Regions from separate parts of the Zea mays genome. Here regions 2 and 3 are each linked to region 1. Evidence: chromatin contacts called from public Hi-C data. All regions are on one chromosome and are shown on one strand. Each heading gives the region's core, a stretch centred on a gene start, on an enhancer-like site or on the middle of the called end of the contact. The rest is flanking DNA. Distances are from core to core; before and after follow the strand shown.

Region 1 (2,700 bases), core at 43-2,542:
AAAAAAAATTCCCCACAGGGGTCCCACAAACACTTACAGGGAAGGTTTCTTTCCCATCTCTGTTCTCTTAAATTATAATTATGATATACATTATTTATTATTAATATAAAATATTATCACTTAATATAAAAAATCATTATATGTACATTAAAATAAACACATCTGTACAATAAGTAATCTTCTGATAAGATAATTATTTAATTTTATTAATAACTATTACATAAAAACATGGTCACATACAAATTTAATATATCACGCGAAGAACGAGGATGAAGAATTTTTCCCGTCCCATCTCTGTTTACGGAGAACAGTTTTTTCCCGTTTATACCCTCGCCAGGAGGTAAGAAACTTTTCTATTCTTATTCCCTACTAGATAAATTCCTTGTGGAGAATCAGGAATCAGGTCCATTGCCATCAGAGGTGCAAAACATCAATGGCTGTGCTACGTAGAAGCGTAGTGACACTGACTTCCTAGGCTTCATGACAGCAGGCCTCATATTCGGACAGTTTGTTCCGTGGGTGGCACTGGCACTCAAGGCCTAGTTTCCCCAGAAAACATGGCGCAGGATACCTCAAAATTGTGGCCTGGTTTATGGGCTCATCACAATTGGGTTACAACTTGCCCAGGTTAGCCAGGGACGGCCCGATGGGACAGCAACGCGCGCAGGTGTCAGATCGGTAAGCCCATAAACACGGTGCTTCCTCGCGGGTGCGTCGTCGTCGTTCACTTGCGCCCGGCCGACACCCTGTCACTACAAGCAGCGTGCGGCACCCTAGTGGCCTTGTACAGCGTACCATCCACGAGCGGACGAGCCACCAAACCCGACGTCGAGCTCCCTCCGTCTCCGACGCAAAGCTGTGGCTCCGCCGCTTCCACGCCGCGCGCGCGGGTGGAGCCTGGGGCCTCGGGGCCGTGTGCCATGTGCGCTGCCACCCGCCGCGGCTGCCGCGAACCTCGGCCGCGCGTGGGCGCTGGCCCCCGCGGGTGGCGCTGTCTGATGGCTGTCCGGTGCTCTGCTTCTGCTCCGTGCTTGCTCTCCCCGTGTCCCGCACGGCCACGGCCACGGCCAGCCCCGTGACAGCATGACAGCAACGCCGCACCGTCGCGGGGATACTAATATTTCCCGAGCCCTGGCGCCTTGTGGCGGCGCGGTGGACCACGCGACAGCCCGCACGAGGGGCGGTCGTGTAGCACGTGCGTGCAACAGCCGTTCCACACCCGGTTCGGCTAGGTGCAGATCCTCGACACTACTTGTGTTTGGTTCGGTCTCCGGTGAGCAGTGAGCTTCAACTCCATCATCGGTAGCCTCAAGCTGAAGCTCCATGCAAATGGGCCCAAGAATACGACGCGAACAGGCGAGATGCAGATGAACAAGTGCATGTGCACGGATCCAAGCTCTCTGGATGCCTTGCCTTGCCTATATAAAGGTCCGCAGCACCACACATCACCACACACTTCAATTACGATTATTCCAGATAAGCACGATCCGATGATGGCCCCACCGATATCCGCCGATGCCTTGGTGGAGGCTGCCTCGGCCGTCGCCGCGTACCCAGCCATCGCGCCGAACAGAATGCTTTGCAAGGACGCGCCGGCGCCGGCCATCTCTGTCGTCTCGAAGCAGACGGTCCGGCCCGCCGGCGCGTCGGCGGCGGTCGGCAGTGGAGACCTCAGGCTCTCGGTGTCGGACATGCCGATGCTATCGTGCCACTACATCCAGAAGGGGCTGTTCTTCCCGCCGCCTCCTCCCGGCGTGCTGGCGGCCTCGCTGGTGTCGTCGCTCGTGGCGGCGCTCTCCCGCGCGCTCGGCGTCTTCCCCGCGCTCGCCGGCCGCCTCGTCACGCTCCACGACGACAGCATCGTGATACGGTGCGGCGGCGACGACGCCGCCGTCGAGTTCTACCACGCGGTGGCGCCGTCTCTGTCGCTCGGCGACTTCCTGGTGCCCGGCGCCGACGTGCCGACCCGTTTGACGAACGGCCTGTTCCCCATGGACCGGACGGTGAGCTACGGCGGCCACGGCCGCCCGCTCACGGCGTTCCAGCTCACCGTGCTCGGCGACGGCGCCGTGTTCGTCGGCTTCGTCGCCAACCACGCCGTCGTGGACGGCACCTCCTTCTGGCACTTCTTCAACACGTGGGCGGGGCTGTGCCGCGGCGCGCCGGTCCGGGAGCCCGACTTCCGCCGCAACTTCTTCGGCGACTCCACCGCCGTCCTACGCTTCCCCGGAGGCGCGAGCCCCGCCGTGACGTTCGACGCCGACGCGCCGCTCCGCGAGCGGATCCTCCACTTCAGTGCTGCCGCAATCAGCGAGCTGAAGGCGACGGCCAACCGCTCGAAAAGAGCAGGTCAGGAAGCCGAGGCTAACGGCAAGCTCGCGCACGACGACTCCAGACTTGAAGGGCGTTCCGGTGAAATCTCGTCGTTTCAGTCGCTGTGCGCGCACATCTGGAGGGCGGTGACGCGCGCGCGCCGGCTGCTGGCTGCCGACAAGACGACGACGTTCCGCATGGCCGTGAACTGCCGGCACCGTCTGCGCCCGGCGATCTCCCCGCTCTACTTCGGCAACGCGATCCAGAGCGTGGCGACGACGGCCACCGTAGCCGAGCTGGCGTCCAACGACCTGGGCTGGGCGGCCGCCCGGCTGAACGCCACCGTGGCGTCGCACAAGGACGGCGCGATCCGGCGCGCCGCGGCGG
Region 2 (2,700 bases), core at 59-2,558, 190 kb after region 1:
CCTGACGATGCCCGGCTGTACCTCCAGCTACAGCTTCTACGACCCCCGCCCCCAATTGGCCAATTCCCGCACGCGGCACGCGGACGACACGGCCGCCCCCATCCCTGCGCCGCAACCACCCAGCTAGCAGCAATTCACCGACCCGTGCGCACGCAAAATTCCACATGTGCGGCGCGTGGACGGGCGAGGGGAAGCGTCCAGGTCCCATCCGGCATATTCGCCGGCACCCGCCCCCCCCAACTCCACCCCACCGTCCGATACCTCGGGAAAGCGCAGGGCCCCTCAACGCGTGCCTCACTTGTCCGGGCCGTACACAGTCCGTGCCCCGTCGCGCCCATCTTTTGCCCTCGCGCAGCCGTCCATTTGCGTTCTCATCGCCTGTCGCGTCCGCATCACCAGCTTTCCCTTCCACCTGATTTATTTACAAGAAAAGGAATAAGCAATATAGCAGCACAATAATATGCGAAGAAATATGTTTTTTTTTGCAACAAATCAAACATACACAAAAAAAAATGATGAAGCATAAAGTGGAACCCTCACAGTACGTCCCTAGCACCTACGGACCCTTATTAAAAGTGCCCCAACGCCTTCCTTTGTTTTCCTCGCATTTGTCCGGCCTCCTGCGGGCTGCGGTTGTGCGCGCACTGCTATTTCCACACCTCCCCAGTGCGGCGGTGGTGGCCCAATCAAAGGCCAGCCGGGGGGCGCTCGAGGTCTCTCGTTGGACACCCGCCGCGGCCGAACAAGATCATGGGCTTCCAGGTGGCCGCGGTGGCACCGTCGCCGTGCGCGCGCTCCTCCTCCGCCTCAACGTCGCCCTCGACCTCCTCTCGGCCGTTGCCCGCCTTCCTTGGAGGAGGTGGCCGCGGGTGCGCCGGGCTCGCGAGATCCCGGTCACCCGTATACTGGGGAACCGGTGTGATGGTGCGGCCGCCGCCTCCAGCTCGGACGCCAGCGAGGTGCGCGCTGAGCGCGAGTTTGGATGGTATGGGTGGCGGGGACGCGGAGTTTATGAAGAGGATCGAGGAGCTCGCGGCGGCGGCTGGGTTGCAGTTGCAGCCGGCGGGCGCGGTGGGCTGCGGCTGGCCCGCGAGCGTGGAGCGGAGCGCGAGCAACGTCGGGCTGCCGCTGTCGCTGCGAATGATGAAGCGGAAAAGGCAGCAACAGCTGGTGGCGGCGGCGCGGCATCCGCGCTGGGACGAGGGGCTGCTGGTCTCCGCCGCCGGGGAGTCGGTGGGCCGCGCCTTCTCCTCGATGGTGCTCATTGTGCGGGAGCTGCAGAGCTTCGCGCTGCAGCAGATACGCGACGCGGTGGTCTGCGACGACCTGCAGGGCGTCCTGGCGCGCGTGCAGGGCGAGATGCACGCCTCCTTCGTCTGGCTCTTCCAGCATATCTTCGCGGGCACGCCGGCGCTCATGCTCTCCCTCATGCTCCTCCTCGCCAACTTCACCGTCCAGTCGATGGGCCACAGCGTCGCCGCTGCAGCCGCCACCATCCCCCCAACTCCGCCTGCCGAGCGCGCGGAGCCGTCCCGGTCCCGGTCCCGGTTCGACGCGGCTTCGGTGAAGGCGTTCTCTGTCGGCAGGACGGCCTCGGTCAGCGGGAACGACGGTGGGGGCGGCAAGACGCCGCCTGTCTCGGGCGCCACCGGCGATGGCCGGTCGGACGAGTCGTCCTTATATCGACCAAGCCGTGTGACGCCGCAGCAGCCCTCGGCACCCCCCGGGGCTGAGACCGCCGCCCAATACGCTGCGAACGCGGCGGAGGAGGCCATCTGGGAAATGATGCTCGCGGAGGCCTCCAAGATGCAGGCCAGCGCGCGCGCCGAGGAGCTGAGCGACTCGGACGTGCTGAGAGGCCTCGTCGCGCCGGTGGAGACTGAGCTGGAGACCGAGGACCACGCCGAGCACACGCTGACGCAGCAGAGATACGAGCAGGCCGTCGCCGCTGCGCCCAACAATTCGCTCATCCTCGCCAACTTCGCGCAGTTCCTCTACCTCGTGCAGAACGACCACGACCGGTCCGTTCCCCCCAAGCCCGTTCGACGAACTGACGACGCACCCGCAGTTGTTCATCAAATAGCTCACACGTCTCTTCGCAGGGCGGAGCACTACTTCGAGAGGGCCGTGCGCGCGGAGCCGGCGGACTCGGAGGCGCTGAGCTGGTACGCTACCTTTCTGTGGAAGGCGCGGAACGACCTCGCCGGCGCGGAGGAGACCTACCAGGAGGCCATCGCGGCCGACCCCGGGAACGCCCACCACGCCGCGGCCTACGCGCACTTCCTCTGGAACACCGGAGGTGACGACACATGCTACCCACTCGATTGACGCGCGCGCCGGCGCCGCCGAGGATCAACACGATCCGGGCCGGTCAAAAGAAGAAAAAAAATGGATTCAGGAAGTAAAGTTCTTGCAGCATGCACGGGGGCGGCCGCGCCCGCGCCGCGAGACGCCTAGACCACGGCGTCACACCTTGGCCCGGGCGGTGGAGTGGAGCTGACACGTGATATCGGCCCTTTACTTTTTAGTCTGATTAGAAGAGTGCGTGCGTGCGTGCCGTGGGCAGTGGAGTGAGCTGTGATCCAGGAGGACAGACATGGTGGTGGCGGTGGCGCTGATTCGCCCGCTCCGGGGAACCCGGGCAAATGGAGCTCTTGACCCGGCAGGGGAGATCAGGGTCCTGACTCCCGACGAACTTGT
Region 3 (2,700 bases), core at 83-2,582, 220 kb before region 1:
ACGCACGCACCTGCCTGCGTGCCTTGGAATTAATCTAGCAGGGCGGGGGCGCAATTAACACCCCTTCCCAAGCAAACATACGCTAGCTGATTGTTTCTGCAAAAGGAGGAACGGAAGAGGGACCATCCGATTGTTTTTGTTCTCTGCGCAAAGTTGAAACTGGGGACGCACTACGCAGCACATGCGCCCATGGCGGCCGGCGCGACGACGACGACGAGGGACGAGGCCAGCATGCCACGATAGACTGATGAATGGGGAACACCGGGGGAGTAAAAACAATTGCGTCGTCGTCATGGGCATTCAGGAGGCGCAGCAAGTCTGGCCAATACTGGCGTGCTGATGGTTCGCCCTCTACCGGGGTTCTTTCAAAGATAAGCATATCTATCTATCAGGGGAAAATATCCTGTGCAATCATATATATTGGTGCAAGCGTGCAATCAAGCGGTTTGATGCATCTAATCTAGATCTAATGATGACTGTTATTTTATATTTAACCCCTTCCACCTAAAACATAGTACCTATTTTACTTTTAACCCTTCCATATGAAACCGTTGGATCTAGATTGGATGCTCTGGATAGTTTGATTGCACGCTTGCACCAAAATGATTGATTGCAAAGGATATGTCCTCATCTATCAGCGAGGACTGATTTGACGATCAGAAAAAAACGAAAACGAAGGGGACTGCAATTATTGACAGTGTAAGAGTTGACGCAACTGCACGTAGTAGTACTGTTCAACAAACAAATCAAATAAAAAAATACATAATCATGTACATGATAGCTCAAATATAGAAAAATAAACAGATAAAATTGACATAATGTAGTTCGAAGTTACTAATCACAAGGATATTATACAACCACTAATACAGTTTTTTTTTAAAAAAAATCAGCAGCATATTTCTTTTAGATATAATACGCAAGTCCACAAATATATAACAGATAATAGATAGTTGGCATTTAAATGTTCAATACTTTCACATCACCAAATGAAACAACTAATGGATATATTGTGCCCCCATACGGTAAAGCAATCAATTCGAGAAGAAATATACAATACGTTGTTCACCACGCGAATTATAGGGGTACCTTTTTACGTCAATTTGGCTAGCGGGAGTATTCTCGGCCGATTAATTTCATAGCCCATGTTAAGGTTTCTCCAATTTTTAAATACCTTTTGTCTCATGTTTCCATGCCCTCTAGTGTAACAAAAAAAAACAATTTGCAAATCTCTCGTGTCATTTGTTTGTTTGAAGTGCGAACACACGTACGTAATGGGCCATCCGTCATTGGGCCAGCAGGCCGATAGCGCAATGCGCCAAGGCAGAAGACGAAGTGCAGACGCTGGCCCGGGTACCCGACCGTCGGATACCCATATCCGATATGAGATATACGGATAGTTACTGGGTACTATGATTTTATATCCTACCTGTATCCAAATGGTTATTATGCGAGTAGTAACCGTATCCATTCTGGTAACAAAAATAACTGTATCCATATCTGAAAATTCGTGTTATTTCACTACCTGTATCTAGTATCCGATCCAGGTACCTGTCCCGTTTTCAACCCTAATCTTGCAGCTTCGTTTATAAGAGACGAACCGGTGGTGAAGTGAAAGTTGTTTCCCGTCCAATTTGATTTTTGTTTAGGAAGCCGTGATGTGCAGGGACATCCTTCTGACGATGGTATATGGAAGAAAGACCATCCAAAAAGCCCTCTTCTCACACCGATAAGGGTCACGAAACGTTGTGAGGATTGCAAGTCGGTGAAGGTTTCGATGTTCAAATTCTACCTAGAATCTATCACTAGTACAAAGAAGCTCTATAGAGGCAGTTCACAACCTATTTTTGCTAGTGTTTTCCAGAACCGTAAGCGCTAGTGGCCAATGGAAATAAATCTTTCCACTGACAGGTTTTTAAGTTCTTGGAGGAGAAGAAAGGGTATTTATACCAGAAATGTCACCCATGGCGGTTTGATTAATGAACCGCATGTGAAAATAGATTTTTATTGACGGTTAACTTAAAAAACCGCCAGTGAAACCGTGCATTTTCACAGGTGGTTCTCTTAATAAAACCGTCAGTGAAAAACACATTTTTACCGACAGTTTGTCTGTGAATATGCATGGTTTTCGCTGGTGGTTTTTTTTAAGTTAACCTTCAGCGAAAATGTGTTTTCACTAGCGGTTCTGTAAGTCGAGGCTACTTGTTGGGGTCTGTTTCTCTGCCGAAGATCCTCAGGATGAAGAAACCGTTTGTAATTTATTTTGACAAAGATACATCAAAGGAACTGAGTGCCGAAGCTGTGACAGACACGCAAGAAATACATCGAAGCTTCGGCAAGAACTAAAGCTTCATCTTAAGATGATCACGAAGGTCATACATGAAATCAAGACAGCAATAAAAAGACATGTTTATCCTTGATATTTGTATTAGAGCAATGTATAGATATCAGGGTCATAATTGTAATTTTGTTTGGACCGCGTCCCATGCCTATAAATAGATGAACAGTACCCACATATTGTTCATGCTTTTATTGGAAGGCTGTACTAGCATTCTCTCCTTCGAGCAAGCCGAATATACAAATATAATATACAACTTGTATCACTTTATTAACATATAATACAGATTTTGATATTATTCTGACATGCAATATGAAATGAATGCTTGTTATAATATTACATTGTAATATTATTCGTATGAAAAA

Evidence for each region. A called contact is a pair of places that touch in the nucleus more often than the background predicts.
Region 2: a Hi-C map of bundle sheath shows a contact between it and region 1, with 4 times the contacts expected there. The contact joins the promoter of LOC100501832 here to the promoter of LOC100501498 in region 1. A contact is called at or near these places in 8 of 25 Hi-C or Micro-C datasets (bundle sheath, ear, leaf and 4 more).
Region 3: a contact with region 1 is called in a Hi-C map of tassel, with 3 times the contacts expected there. The contact joins the enhancer-like site here to the promoter of LOC100501498 in region 1. A contact is called at or near these places in 5 of 25 Hi-C or Micro-C datasets (bundle sheath, ear, leaf and 1 more).

Annotation. Positions count from the first base shown.
Region 1 is chr8:98,553,933-98,556,632 of Zm-B73-REFERENCE-NAM-5.0, reverse strand. LOC100501498 reads left to right here and starts at 1,292. Exons shown (of 1, transcript NM_001322947.1): 1 at 1,292-2,700. The coding sequence starts at 1,362.
Region 2 is chr8:98,362,718-98,365,417 of Zm-B73-REFERENCE-NAM-5.0, reverse strand. LOC100501832 reads left to right here and starts at 1,308. Exons shown (of 2, transcript NM_001196483.1): 1 at 1,308-2,021; 2 at 2,103-2,427. The coding sequence starts at 1,360. The coding sequence ends at 2,328.
Region 3 is chr8:98,771,228-98,773,927 of Zm-B73-REFERENCE-NAM-5.0, reverse strand. No RefSeq gene overlaps it. Among protein-coding and RNA genes, the nearest start is that of LOC103637126, 29 kb to the left of the region's middle. Within about 2 kb of position 1,332, at least 14 of the 20 cell types and tissues checked have an H3K27ac peak or open chromatin away from gene starts, as enhancers often do. A contact at or near this core is called in bundle sheath, ear, leaf and 1 more, where this site is marked.